2 separate regions of the Sus scrofa genome follow, and region 2 is linked to region 1. The links are chromatin contacts, called in public Hi-C maps. All regions are on one chromosome and are shown on one strand. The core of a region is the stretch at or near the end of the contact, and the rest is flanking DNA. Distances in the headings are between cores, read along the strand shown. Region 1 holds the start of CSNK1D (casein kinase I). Region 2 holds the start of CCDC57 (coiled-coil domain-containing protein 57).

Evidence for each region. A called contact is a pair of places that touch in the nucleus more often than the background predicts.
Region 2: a contact with region 1 is called in a Hi-C map of alveolar macrophages, with 2.7 times the contacts expected there. The contact joins the promoter of CCDC57 here to the promoter of CSNK1D in region 1. A contact is called at or near these places in 1 of 5 promoter capture datasets (liver), 14 of 47 Hi-C or Micro-C datasets (alveolar macrophages, blood, embryonic fibroblasts and 6 more) and 2 of 2 datasets of contacts at active chromatin or transcription factors (alveolar macrophages and skeletal muscle).

What each region holds. Positions count from the first base shown.
Region 1 is chr12:765,584-772,595 of Sscrofa11.1, reverse strand. It overlaps CSNK1D (casein kinase I), which reads right to left and starts at 3,740. Exons shown (of 10, transcript XM_021066360.1): 1 at 3,328-3,740. The coding sequence starts at 3,403.
Region 2 is chr12:815,042-822,053 of Sscrofa11.1, reverse strand. It overlaps CCDC57 (coiled-coil domain-containing protein 57), which reads right to left and starts at 2,720. Exons shown (of 21, transcript XM_021066370.1): 1 at 1,924-2,720. The coding sequence starts at 2,548.

The DNA.
Region 1 (7,012 bases), core at 2,491-4,990:
AAGCAAAACTGAGGTCCACCAGTCCCCAGCCCTGCAGTCCTGTCCCAGCTCCCTTGGCTGAAAGCAGCCCATATGCTCCACTGGTTGCGCTGCCCCATGTCTACTCCTCAAGCCACCACCAGCCCACATGGGGACACACAGAGGACAGCCAGGAAGCACCCAGGAGCTGACAGCAATGTGACACTGCGACAAGACTTTATTTTACAAAAGTGCCGGTCTGTAACATCAGAAATTACAAAACCCAGTCCTTCACCACAGGTAACTTTTAGAAGTACTTCTACATGGGGAACAAAAATCCCCAAGACACCACGAAGCTCTGGAGGCCAGATTCGGAGCATGTCACATTGACTCACGGGGCGTGTTTATCTCGCAACAACCTCAGCTCTGCCGTGCAGCTCCAGTGCCAGTCACACAGGAGTCCTCCTCACTAAGCAGAGACGTCCGGCTACGTCAGACACAGGCTAAGGCTGGTCCTAGGAAGACAAAATTCCATCTCTCAAGCTGCGCAAAGGCAGATGGTAAATTACCTGAACTTAACCCCCAGCAGGACCCTGTCCTGGGACAGAAAGGTAACTCCCACGGATGCCTGTCTTATCGCGAAGAAACAGGGAGAGGCCTCTGAACAGCAGGGCAAAGGTCATTCTCGCAGGGCAACCACTGACGAGACAGCTGACAGAGTCTGGTGACTTCTCACCAGAAACCACCCTGAGAACACAGACAGAAAACGACGAAAGCTCAAGCTGAGCATGCAGGCAGCTAACTGCTCTCCTCTTCTGACAGCCAGCCGGCCAGCACTTCAGAAGCCCTACTACGCGCCAGACATCCAGCTAGGTCCACTGCAGAGAAGCACCGTCAGCGAGTACTAAGCTTTCCTTCCTTCCCAACAGGCACCTGTGTCCGTGATGAAGCCACAGACACAGTCCGGCTGGGTAACGTCTGGACAGGAGAGGCCATCCCCAGTGAACTGATGGAGCGAAAGGCGCGAGCCCAAGTGCCAAGAACTGGTAGGAAGGAAACCTCCATCCCGCCAATCGTGACGGGGGGCGGGGGGAGAACAGTTCCCTAAGAATAGGGGCTCACGTGTTTGGGAAGGACTGGAACAAGCTGGCAGGGCACAGTGCCGCTTGCCCACGTCAGCACAGCAGGCCGCTGAGAAGGGAGGGCAACACTGGGCTTTCTGGGTCCAGGAGGCACTTGGCAAGCTGAACAAGCTTTCTTTCCTCCCACCTCAAATACCTGAAAGCACCAGAAAGTCTCAGGTGGAAATTCAGGACCCCAAACCCCAGGCCTAAAGACAAGGTGAACCTACCTGGAGGAGTCAGGAGCCTTCTGACACTAGGGCGAAGGGACAGTACTAGGCGTGGTTTTAACTGTCACGCCAGGATACGGAGAACATACTGATTTTTAAGATGAGGACCCAATTCCTTACCTAATTAGTCTCCTAACAAACAGAAAACACCCGTGATATAGACAACTCACTCCATCACGTGGTCTTCGTGGCGGATCTGCCCTCTTCCACCCTTAACCACAGTATATGTGAGCTTCCTCAGACCCGCCTTCCCGCTACATCTTAATCTAACGAGACCACTTTGCGGCTCTTCTGTGGGGTCGCAGGCAGCCTGAAGGGACCACCATATGGGACAAGAGCCAACGGTGACAGAAAATAAATCAGTTGTGCGAACGCCACACAAGTCAGTCAAAGTCTATTCCAATAGGTGGGCCTCACGGCACGCCTGACGGGGGTTCCCGAGCCTCAGGTCCGGCCCTCTTAGAGTCAAGGTGGAGGAGACTGAGGACAGACCCCTCTGAGGCCGGCAAGCCCGATCTGTATCAAGCACCACTGGTGCGTCCATCACAAGGTGAGGCCCGGAGGACACAGCTGGGGACAGGCCTTCGGTGTCTCCCACGAAGCTCCCATATTGGTGAATGTCTTGGTCACAACATTCCTCCACTTGAGCGTCCAAAAGCAGCTTCAGAAAGCAGCCGTCTGGCAAAGTCTCAGAAAGGAGAACAAAAAGCTTCAAAATATCTTTTTCTTATCTGTGGAAAGGCGGCTAATGGATCGGTTCTGGAGTACAGCTCCTAGATCCTAGGTTAAAACTTTTGCCAAAATCTATTGTTCTATAAATAAGGCAAACAGCTTGCATTTACCCAGCGCTTCGCCTCCAAAACCCTGCTGAGAAGGCAGCTCCCGACGACTGGACATAAATATTTAAGTAGTAAAATGCAAGTGTCTCTGAAGTGTATCCTACTTGGAGAGCAGCGCACATGCTGGAGGGACAGGTACCCTGTGGGGTAAGGGTACCAAAAGCAGTTCCCAACTCCCTCAGTGGGGGCTCCTCTTACACACCAGCCCACCGAGGTCGCGCACCCGCTCCAGGTAACGAGAGCCCAGGATGGGGCGGGGAGCTCGCACACTTGGGACCATCTGAAAGGCATAACCAGGAGCATCAGGGACCCTCGGCGACAAGCGCAGCAGCCGAACGGAAGCCCCGGGGCGGGCTGCGCCACGGGCGCATGTTTACCCCGAACTTGCGCAACGACAGTCCCGCCGCACAGCAGGCGTGCCGGGCTGGGCAGCCCCGACGCGGGGGTGGCAGCGAGTGGCCCACAGTTCCTCCGAGGAATGCCGCTGAGTTCTGTTTAAACTTCCAACTTTAAGATCCAAGCCCACCCTCTAGCACACGGGTGTATCCGAGCCTTCTTGCGCTGGAGACCTCAAACAATCCGGGACATTCTAACCCCAGGTTTTCCCGTCTACCCCGAGAACTTTCGCAGCAAAGGACAAGCTCCGGGTAGCGCTGCGCCACTCGACCTGCCTCTACTTCAGCCCACGCCTAAACGCTGACTTCGTCCTGGGTCGCCTGAGCGTCGTTCTGGTTGACGGCCAGGGACAGAGGCTGCAACTTGGAGGCGCAACACGTACCCCACCACCGCCCGACGGGCCCCCCGCGCGGCCCCGCGCTGCACCTGCGCTCCGCGGCCGGAGGGGCTGGGCACCGCCAGGGGCAGCGCGCAAGCCTCACCTCGTCTCGTGCCCGGCCGCAGGGCGCAGGACGCGGGCCCGCACGCCCGCCGACCGCTTTGTCGCCTGCGGGGTCGCCGGCCGTCCCGGAGGCCGCGGGCAGGCTGGGGCGGCTGCCCCGGGGCGCGGGTCGGGGGGGCCGCAGGCTCCCGCCCGGGGAGCTGAGCGGCGCGAGCCGTGAGGGCCCCGGGGCGAGTCAGGGGTCCGGCCGCCGGGGGCGGGGTCGCCGGGGCGGCGGCCGGAGCGGAGCCCGGCGGCCGGGCGCCGGTTTGGGGGCCGCGCCCGGGGGAGGGGCGCCTCACCGAGATAGATGTCTCCGAAGGACCCGCTGCCGATCTTCCGGCCCAGCCGGTACCTGTTCCCCACTCTGAGCTCCATGGCGGCGGCGGCCCGGCTCGCTCCTGCCCTCCCGGCCGCTTCCTGGGTCTGAGCTCGGGGAGGCGGCGCCGCTGCTGCCGCTACTGCGGGTCCGGCTGCCGGCTCCGCCCCCCTCACGGCCCCGCTTTCACCATCGCTTTCCGGCCGCCCTGCCGCTCCCAGCGCCTCAATACGGGGCGGATGGGACAGTCCGGGCGCCGCCGCCCCTGCTCCGGCCTCCGCCAACCCCGTTCGCCCTCTCCCCGCCGCGGATGGACTCGGATCTCCCGGGCCTAAATCCCCCTTCAGGGGCCTGAAGGAGCCGCCGCCATCGCGCTGTGACGTCACTTCCCCTAGCAACCCGGCGGGGCGGGGCCGCGGCTCCAAGCGACGGCCGGGGCGGGGCGATCGCGACCGCGGGGCGGGGCCTGGGGGCGGGCCTGCGCAGCTCTAGGGGTAGGGACCGCGTTCTCCCGATCCACTGACGCACCCGGCCAGGCACCTCCCCCCGCTCCTTGCCCCCTGCCTCTGGCAGCAGCCCAGGGCCCAGAGCCCCTCGCCTGGACCCCTTCCGCCGGCAGGATCTATGGGCTCGTGCAGGATTCCCTGCAGCTGTCTGGGAAGCCAGCGTTTCCTTGCTGCAGGCCTGGGACAGGCTCCCAGGCAGTGCCCTATAGGGGGGGGTAGGCACCTCCCTGCACCGGCACCTGCAGGGAGTAATATGCTCCCTCCACTAGGTGCTAGGTACGCTTTTTTGTTGGGTGCCAACAGCCTCAGTAGTGTCCCAGCTCACACGGACTCAAAGCTGACACCCAGCCTGTGCCTGACACACAGTGGAAAATATATAGACATATATAGAGAGAGATTTCATGGCCACACCAGCGGCATATGGAAGTTTCCCAGCAAGGGATTGAATCTAAATGGTAGCTGTGACCTACACGGCCATACCAGATCCTTTACGCCGCTGCAGCAGGCTGGGCATCCAACCAGCCACCTCCACAGCCACCGGAGCCACTGCGGTGGGCTGCTTAACCCACACCGCCATTGCGAGAACTCCACAATGCGCCCATTCAGAGTGTGCGAGTCAATGGTTTTAGCACGTAGCAACCATCGTCACAGTCAACTTCACTTTTCCATCACCCCAAAGAGAAGCCTCCACCCCACAGTCATGCCCCAGGCCCACGCATGAACAAAGTGCTGTGCTCTGAGGTCGCAGGGCCTGGCTGCAGACCTTCGCATTTTCTCGTGTCCTGAAAGCACGCTCCTCCCTTCTCCCGTTCAGGCCCTTCGGGGAGGGAGCTTGGTGTGTGTGCATGTGTCTGTTGGGCCTGGTGGGGGCTGGGAGCTGCTGGGGTCCCCCCGCTGCTGCTGCTGTCACAGTGGCCTCGCACCTCCCGGCCACTGCTTCCATTCTCTTTCCTCCTCTGGCTTCTGGTAGTTTCTGCCACTGAGCTCCCGTGACCTCCCTCTGTGCCTCTTCAGCTAACTGGCTGGTCCTGGTCGGCCAGTTCTTTGTCTGCAGGGAGTCACAGGTCACTGGCAAGAGCCAAATGATGGGGCAGGGGTGGGGTCATTTGCATAAATTGTGACCACCGGATTCATAAATTTTTTAAAGTTATACTCCATTTGTAGTTATTATAAAATATTGGCTACGTTCTCTGTCTTGTACAGTATATCCTTACAGCTTATTTTGTAGATACCTGTTTATACCTCTTAATGGCGCCTATCTATCTTTCTTGCTTTCCGTGGCAGAGCTTCAGACAGCTGCAACGGTGCTGTGCTGCGTGCCCGCGTCTTGCTATTTCTGTGTCTTGACTCTGTAACCTAGACAGTGGAGAAGCCCGCAGGCACAGGGGAGGGGGCGCCCAGAAGGCGCCGTCAGATGGGCCCGCCCAGGGCAAGAGGATGGCTTTGTCCTCGTCCCTGGTGGGGCCACAGGTGCCCAGGCTCCTCTTCTGGCACATGTGACATGGGAGGGGACATGGGCCAGAGCCCAGGAGTCCGAGAGGAAGAGCTGCCAGAGGAGGCAGTGCGAACACCTGGCCCCCACACGCCACAGAGAAAACCAACAGAGATGTGCACACACACACACACACACACACACACGCAAAGGAATCCTTGCAGCCGAACTAGAAAAATGTCAGCCAGTGACCGGAGGGAGAGGCCACCATTGATGAACACCTGGACGTGCAGGCAGAAGGACCACCTCACCACAGAGGGAAAGCGCCAGGATGCCAGGCACCAGGAGGAGATGCGAGGCTTGGACCTCGGCCGAGGGTAGAGACCCAGAGGGGGCAGGTGACAGGTGGTGAGTGTGACCAGGACTGTGGGACAGATGACCAAACACCTTCTGAGCCGAAGGGGGATCCCGGGCGTGGGAAGCCAGGACAGGCCAACCCAGGCCCAGCCCGATAAAACTCCTACACCCCATGGGGAAAGAAGAGGTTTTCAAAACTTTATTGAGAAAGCAGATGCTGACAAAGGAAAAAGAGGCAGGCTGGCCTCCGGCGCCTTGTGTGACTAGAAGCCTGCAGAGGCTGGGGGAGAGCACATTCTAGCAGCCTTGGCCGCTCCCAGGACGCAGGGGCCGGCGCAGACACCACCCGACTTGGATGCCCTGAGGCCAGCCAGGAAGGGGCCCAGAGAGGCCTCCTGGGAAACGAGAATGAGACAGAACCAGGCCTCCAGGCAGAGAGGTACAGGGACCACGGAGAAGTGCTCAGCCTCCTCTGCCGGCTCTCCCCCAGCGCTCGTATCCACACGTGTGCGACGGGTGCACGAGGCACAGCACGGCCTCGGGCGCACTCGTGAGTTCACATGTGCACACGCATCCTGCAGACGGACACACGGGCACACACACATGGTTTGTGTGTCTGTGCTTGCGTGCGGCTGACACGGAGTGGAAGTAGGTAGTGACATCTCGCGGGGTCGGGGGAAGGAGGCTCTCAGTGAGGATTCTTGCTGTAGAAGGGGCTGCTGCCAGGCCATCCATCTGTGGCTAGCGCTGAAAAAGCGGAAGTTGGGGGTGGGGAGTCAACGATAGACTCCTTCTGAGGTCTCACGACAGGTGGGCAGGAGGGGAGGACACAGGAGTGAATCCTCCAGGGATTTCCTCTTGTCATTCGGGAGGGCGCGGAGGAGAGGGACCTGATGGGGAAAACAAGCTGGGGTCTTGTTTAGACGGCAGGAAAAGAGGCAGGAAAAGACCGGCTGCTTCTTGACCTCGGGGAGGGGAGGGCCCTCCGAGGACGAGGTCGGGGAGAGAAAGTGCTGCGGGGCTTCCAGGGCGTGGACCCCAGTGGGGAGAGGCCTGAATCGGGGGTGGGGGGAGCAGCTGCCTCTTCCTCCGAGCCGGCCCTGGTGGGTGTGACAGCTCCGGGAGGTTCCCGGTCCAGCCTCCCGCACGGTCCCCTCGCCCCTGTGCCTGCTCTGTGACCCTCACGGTCAGAGCTGGAGGAAGGCTGAGGAAAGTGGCCACACCTCAGAGGCCTGGGTGGGGCTCTCCCATGGGGCCTGTGTCCCCCACAACGTGCTCTCGACGTTCTCCTGGGCCCCGCGGGGAGGCCTGCTTCTCGCCCGGCAGGTGCCCACAGAGCAGTCCCCAGCCTGCATGTTCCGGGTGGCCACATT
Region 2 (7,012 bases), core at 1,471-3,970, 50 kb before region 1:
GGGAACTCCTAAACCCAGTTTTGAACACACGCTGACATGTGGATCTAGAAATAGATACAGATGTATATACAGGGCGTGCAGTGTCCTGGCTCCCGGCTCCTCCCGCCGAGAAAGCCAAAAAGCAATGACACTCCAGCAGCACACCTCCCCACATCTTGGTTTATGGAAAACACCTTCTCAACTAAAAGGAGCCAACACTCCTCACAGAAATGCCTGATTCCAGCCTAGGTCAAAGAAGCACTGATGAGTCTGGGACATCTTTTGGTGTCAAACATGAGGAGGTGCTCAAACTGTTGGGGACAAGGACACAGGGTAAAAGGACATAAAAACCAAACAGAACGGGCCAGATCTGGACAACAAGAGCACCAAAATAAATGATAGGAATGGATTATAACCTGTGAAACAAACATAGAATTAAAATGTCTACACCAACATAAACAACTGAATAAATTAAAACATGGAAGATTCGTCCTTACGGTAGAATTCCCACTAATAGGAGTTCCTGTCATGGCTCAGCGGAAATGAACCTGACTAGGAACCATGAGGATTTGGGTTTGATCCCTGGCCTCACTCCGTGGGTGAAGGATCCGGCGTTGCCGTGAGCTGTGGTGTAGGTTGCAGACGTGGCTCAAATCTGGCATTGCTGTGGCTGTGGTGCAGGCCGGTAGCTGTAGCTCCGATTTGACCCCTAGCCTGGGAACCTCCACACGCTGAGGGTGTGGCCCTAAAAAGACAAAAAAAAGAAAAAGATTCCAACTAATAAAAGCAGAAGAAATAATGTGAATGGAAATATCATCGCCTGGCAAGTACATTTATAATTTTTTTCAGAAAATGCTCACCTCCAGATGACTGGCAGTGTGGTTAGAAACAAGCTATGTACATAGTTTCAGAGTATCTCCCCACAAAATATTTACTATAGATAAAGGGGGAAATGGAAGCTTAATGATGCAAACACCTTGTAGATATCACCTAGGACAAAGGACCAAAGTTAGTATCAGAAGTAATAGGAACATCTAGACACTTAGGATGGAGGACAATGTGACAAAAAGAAAGTACACATGTGTGTGTGACTGGGTCTCTTTGATGTGCTGTAGAAAACTGACAGAACACTGTAAACCAGCTATAACGGGAAAAATAAAAATCATTTTAAAAGAAGTAATAGGACAAACTGGCATCATGTGCCTCCTGAGAGGGTGCAGAGAAAACACCATTCCACTGGTAAGGTTTTTCTCACCAAAAATACAAGTTATCGTAAGGGAACTTTGATAAACCCAAAGTGAGGAGCATTCTGCGAGACAACTGACTCATAAAGGTCAAGGAAAGACTGGGCAACTGCTCCAGATTAAGGAATGAGAAAACGAAGAAAACACGGATGGTCCTAGCTTGGATTCTGTAAACAGGTAAAGTCGTCGCAAGATAACTGCTGAGTTTGAATAAATCCTGTATATTTAGACTTTTGCAACTTGTATGTGAGTCTCAAATAACAAAGAATCACTCTGGACCAGCCTGCCTGGCCTTGGACCCGAGCTCGCCGGCTGCGGAACCGGCTGCGGAACCCGCTGCGGAACCCGGCAAAGCCTCTCGGCTCCGCAGCGCCCCGCTCTTCAGGCACCTGGTAGGGGCGAGTTAGGGAACCGCGAGTTCCCAAAACAAAGCGCGACGCCCACGAACGCCTCCAGTGCCCCGACCCCGGCGGCCGGCCGGGCGCTGCAGGGAACAGATGAGCAGGGAACAGCCCTAGCTCGGTGAACAGGGCTCCGCAGGCCAGCACCAATCGCGCACCCAGCCACGCACGGTGGGCCGGCACGACTCCGGTTTTCCAAGGAAAGCACGACACCCGCAACAGGTGGCCCGAGAGGCCGCGCCCTCCCGCGCTGCGGTCCCCCAAGCCCTGCACCGCCCGCGCCCGCGCCCGCGCCTCACCCGGAACGCCAGCCGCGAGCAGCCTCTGGTCCCGCCGCGTTGCCATGGTGACCTGAGTCCGTCGGCCGAGGTCCGGGCGCGCTCGGTGCAGCGCTCGGGTCCCGCCGGCCAGAAACGCGAGCTCCGGCGCCGGGTTCCGGGCTCCTCCCGCCCCCTCCTCCCACCGGACTCGGGCGGATCCGCCCAGGGAGGAAGGCCTCGGACTATCCAGGGCCCGGGGTCCTGGGGTGGACGGGCGGCGGCCGAGGCTCCTCGCAGGGACGGTCCTCCCTCGCCCAGCGGGACTCCGCGATCCCGCCCGCCTCGTAGCCCCGGGCTGTTGGTGGCTCCGGACGGGGCGGGGCGGGACTGGACCTGGCAGCGGTGGGGCCCGGGATGCGAGGGGCGTGGGGGTCCTGGGGCTGCACGTGGGCTGGAGCACAGTTACCGCGGGGCGAACGCCCGGGCCCACAGGACGTGGGGCGTCTCTCCCTGCAGCGTGGCTCCTCCAGCCGTAGAAGAGGCCGACACGGCATCCCGGGCGAGGCCGCTGGCCGCTGGTGCAGAGCGGGGGATGCCCTTTGTTCGGAGCTGTGTTGCACAGTGTGCTTGGCTTGTTTGGATTCTTGAGTTTGTGTGCCCTCATAACCTGTGCGTTTGGTGTTAATGTGTTCAATTAAGAGTTAAAAAAAGAAAAAAAAAACTCTCACAGAGGCAACAAGCAAACTTTACGCCAAGGCCCCCACCCGTGCTTAGGGACACCCTCCCCAGCATCCGAGGTTCCACCCAGGCTGAAGGGAAGGCAGCTGTCCCAACCAATGGAGACACCCACGCTCAGCCTCCCCGCCAGTGGCACCACAGGGCTCCGGGCAAGGATGGGCACAGAGGGGTGGGGGGGGACACAGTCTTGGGTCCAGTCCCTCCTCTCCAACGGTGTTTTCTCCACCCTGGCAGCCTTCTGGCAGCCCAGGGCAGTCCCCAAGCTGGTCCTGCCACTCCTGGATGAGCATCCCAACCTGGCTGACAGTAAGAACGGCTCTGCTTTAGGAGGCAGCTCTTGAGGGAAGTCCAGGGGGTATTAAATATCAGGCAGATCAATAATTCAAGACCCGTGGAAAGTGGAAGGTGTGAGCCTATGGGTGCAGAGAGCAGGTGAAAACAGCTCGGCCTGCCTGGAGGAGCCACAAAAGGTTCCCACGACCTTTAACCTACATCCTTCAGGCCCTGGGCAACCTTGCTGCCTCCAGACCTGGTTACCTGCCTGACAGTCCTGGTTCGAGTCCTAGTTCTACTTGTGGTTGCCAAGAGGAGGGGATGGCGGGGACTGGGGGTTTGGGGTTAGTAGATGCAAACGGTCGCACTGGGAGTGGATAAGCAATGAGATCCTGCTGCACAGCACAGGGAGCTGCATCTGATCACTTGCGACGGAACCTGATGGAGGATAATGTGGGAAAAGAATGTATGTATGCGTATAACTGGGCACTTGCTGTACAGCAGAAATCGGTGGAACATGGTAAATCAACAATAGTAAACATTTCTTTAATTTAATTTTATTTTTTTGCCTTTTAGGGCCGCACCAGCGGCATATAGAAGTTCCCGGGCTAGGGGTCGAATCAGAGCTACAGCTGCTGGCCTACGCCACAGCCACAGCCACGCAGAATCCGAGCTGAGTCTGCAACCTACACCACAGCCCACAGCAACGTCAGATCCTTAACCCACTGAATGAGGCCAGGGATGGAACCCACAACCTCGTGGTTCCTAGTCGGATTCATTTCTGCTGCGCCATGACGGGAACTCCCAATACATTTTTTTAAATCCTAGCTCTGCTTCAGCCTTATTACAACTTTCTGGGACTCTGCTTCTTCATAAAGCAGGGACAACGCCCAGTGGATGCCCATGGATTTGAGGATCAGAAGCTACACAAGGGCTGGTTCAGCCCCGGGGAAGGGGCTCTGGGGTGTGTCTATGCAAAGCCGAGGGGCCAGAGGACGTGCTCCTTTGAATAAAGATAAACAGGAACAATGAACACAGGCTCTGTACCTCACCGTCCATGCCCTGAGACCCACCCCAGCAGAGCCCTGTCCCCGCAGAAGCCCCCACTAACGCCAACCCAGACTCCGACCCTAGCACGAATCCCAAGGGTAGCCCAGGTGGAGCGTGGCCTTGCTTCCCGCGGCAGGGCCAGCTCCCACCACTTCAACTGCCCAGCATCCCAGAACCTCTGACTCCCTCACCTAGCCCCACCTAAGGCTTCTGAGGGGCCAGGCCCAGAGAGATGTGGCACACACACCTGCGCCCGGGCGTCACACAGCCACAGAACAGCAGAACCAGCGGTGGTGGTGGGGTCGCCACCCTCCAAGGGGCCTCGTCACTCCTGGCCGGCCCCGTAGCCCCTCCAAGGTCTTCCATCTGGAGTTCTGGGGCTCTGGAGCCCGGCCCCTTACCTGTGCCTCACATCCAGGAGCCCAGTGGGGGTGGAGAAGGGACATGCTGACACCAGGCCCTGGCATGGGCCGTCTCTGCCCATCTCACTGCCTTGAGTGCCCGGCGCCTCTGTACTGCCCAGTCCCCGGGCAGGCCCCTCACACCCCGCTCACCTGACCAGCCTTCAGTGACCTCCCACCCAGTGGCCCCCTGGCCATCAGGGGCTCCTGTCCGCTGAGCCCACAAGGCCAAGGCCGGCAGCAACGCACAGTGGGCCCTCGTTTCTGCTCTGACTGCTCTCTGCCCGGCTCCCTGCCCTGTCACCACACGGGTCCAGGCAGACCCACACCCTTCCCGCTCTGCCCAGAATGCCCTCTGCCCCCCTGCAAGCCGGGTGACCTCCGGCCGGCCTGCCGCACCCCCCCTCCCCCGATGCCCAGGGCTGGCTGGCCATGCGTCTGTCCTGTGGTAGCAGTGACAGGAACCACAGGCCAGGGCTTGAGGCAGCAGCTCTGGAGGCCACAAGCCGCAGTCAAGGTGCCTGTGGGGCTCTGGTCCCGCCCAAGGCCCCGCTGGGACCCTGACCCGCCTCCTCCCTCAGCGGCAGAGGCGTCACCCCACGGCCTCCCTCCCCCCTGCCGTCTCGCATGTTCTTTCCCACGGACGCAGGTCCCCACCCTGCTCCAGCGTGACCTCTGCCTCACCGACTCCACCTGGGTCGCCCCACGGCCGTGAAGCTCGCCCCACGGCACTGGGACCGAATGCTCTGGAAGAGACCACCCCTGAGGCGGTCAGGCGGCTTTGGCCAGGCCAGCCTCCCTCAGGCCACCCTGAGGTCACCGTCACAGATGCGAGACAGGACAGTGGCTGCTGAGGGCCTGCCCAGCCCCCTCGCGACCGGTGTAGCCAGGACCCGGCTGACTGCGCGCCCCAGGCCGCCAGCTCCTGCTGGTGCGGGAGCAGCAACACGCAGCAGCCCTGACGGCGGCCCAGCGCCCGGCCGGGACCTCCCCGGCTTGCCCTGGGGGGCCCTGCTGCCCTGTCTCATCGCCCCCTCAGAGTCACCTCACAGATGGGGAACCCGAGGCTGGGGTCCAGGCGTGGCCGAAGCTACCAGCCTGCGCCCATCAGCAGGCCCCGCGCCCAAGCCCAGAGCCAACGCTGACACGGGGGGCAGGCTGGGTGGTTGTGGGGGCAGAAACCAGGACAGTGCCCATCAGGGGACAGAACAGAGCCTGACCTTGGTGGCCATCGAGGGAGCCCTGGGTGGGCAGCCTGGCCTGGCAGCTGGAGGTCCCCCGGGACGGAGGATGTGGGGAGCGCCAGGGGCGGGCCCAGGAGGCCCCGCTTGGACTGCCTGTGACTTCAGGACCTTCCTCCGGTCTTTGGCCTCAGGGCTCACGGTGCTGGGAACACAGGATCTGGGTGGGGCAGGCTTGGCACCGACCTGCGTGGCCACGAGCAGGTCAGTTCCCCCTCGGGTTAGGAGGGCGCCTGCAATGGCCGCTCCACTGGTTCACAGGCCCCAGGGCAGGAAAGGCCGGGCTGCCACCTGGGCCTCTGCGTGTCCTTCTGAGCCTCAGAAGGGCAAACCCCTGGTGGGGCCGGAGGAAACAGCAACCAGCAGGGGGCTCCAGTGGGAGATGTCTTTCACCTCTACAGGTGCCAGGTTGTGGCCGATCGGCCGGAAGATTCCCTGCTGCCTGCAAACCGGGGGGGGGGGGGGGGGGGGGGTCAGGGGGAAGAAAGACTGGTGGGGGGGGCATCCTCACGGCCCCACAGCCAGGAAGGGACTTTGGTGGGAAGGTCAGTAATCCTGGAAGGGACAGGAGAGGGGACCAGGGAGCCCAGTGTGGCCATATCCTAGAGGTCAAGGCCTGGACCATGGACACGGGATGCTCGCAGGTGGGCACCAGGAGGGGCTGCGCCTTGCAGGTCAGTGTAGCCCCACACGGTACTGCGCAGGACGCTGGTGCCCCCACCGCAGCCTGCGAGGGGGTTCTGGGGCCTGGGGGCTCCTGGAGAGTTTGCCTGTCACCGAATCCCCAGAGGCCATGAGGTCCACCCTCCGGGGTGAAACAGGGGCGGGGGGGGTGGGGGTGGGGGCAGCGGCCAAGCACAGTGGGGACAGGACGCCTTCCTGACTGGGCCACCCTCTCCCGGCTCCCCCAGGCCCTGGGCCGCGCTCGCTGTGCTGAGTCACTGGGAGCCGAGCGCTGCGGTCGGCGCAGGAAGGTTGGGCAAGGCCTCGGCCTCCCGGCAGCTGGCACACAGCCCAGCCCCAGCCCCGTCCCTCCGCCCCACGGTGGCTCCCTGGCTGGCTGCTGGCCAAGGCCAAGGCCTGGCTGCAACCCCCAGCTGGCCTGGACAGCACTCCTGGAAGGGACGTGGTGAAGGTGGAAGGGGGCGCGGGCTGCGACTCCCACCCTGCACCTCAGGAGAACCTTCCAGGGTTTCCGTGTGCCGGGCAGGGGCTACAACCTCTGTCCCCTGGGGCTGAGATTAGGGGGTTAGTGGGGAGCTGTAACTCCAGGTGCCACCTGGAAGCGGGCAGCCCGGGTGAGCGAGCCTGATCCCTAGAGAGCGAAGTCGGGAAACAAGGGGGCCCACAGCTGGCTCAGCCCTCAGCAGGTACGAAGATCCCCAGTGAGCGGGAGGTCAGGGCCAAGAGCGTGGGCTAAGTTAC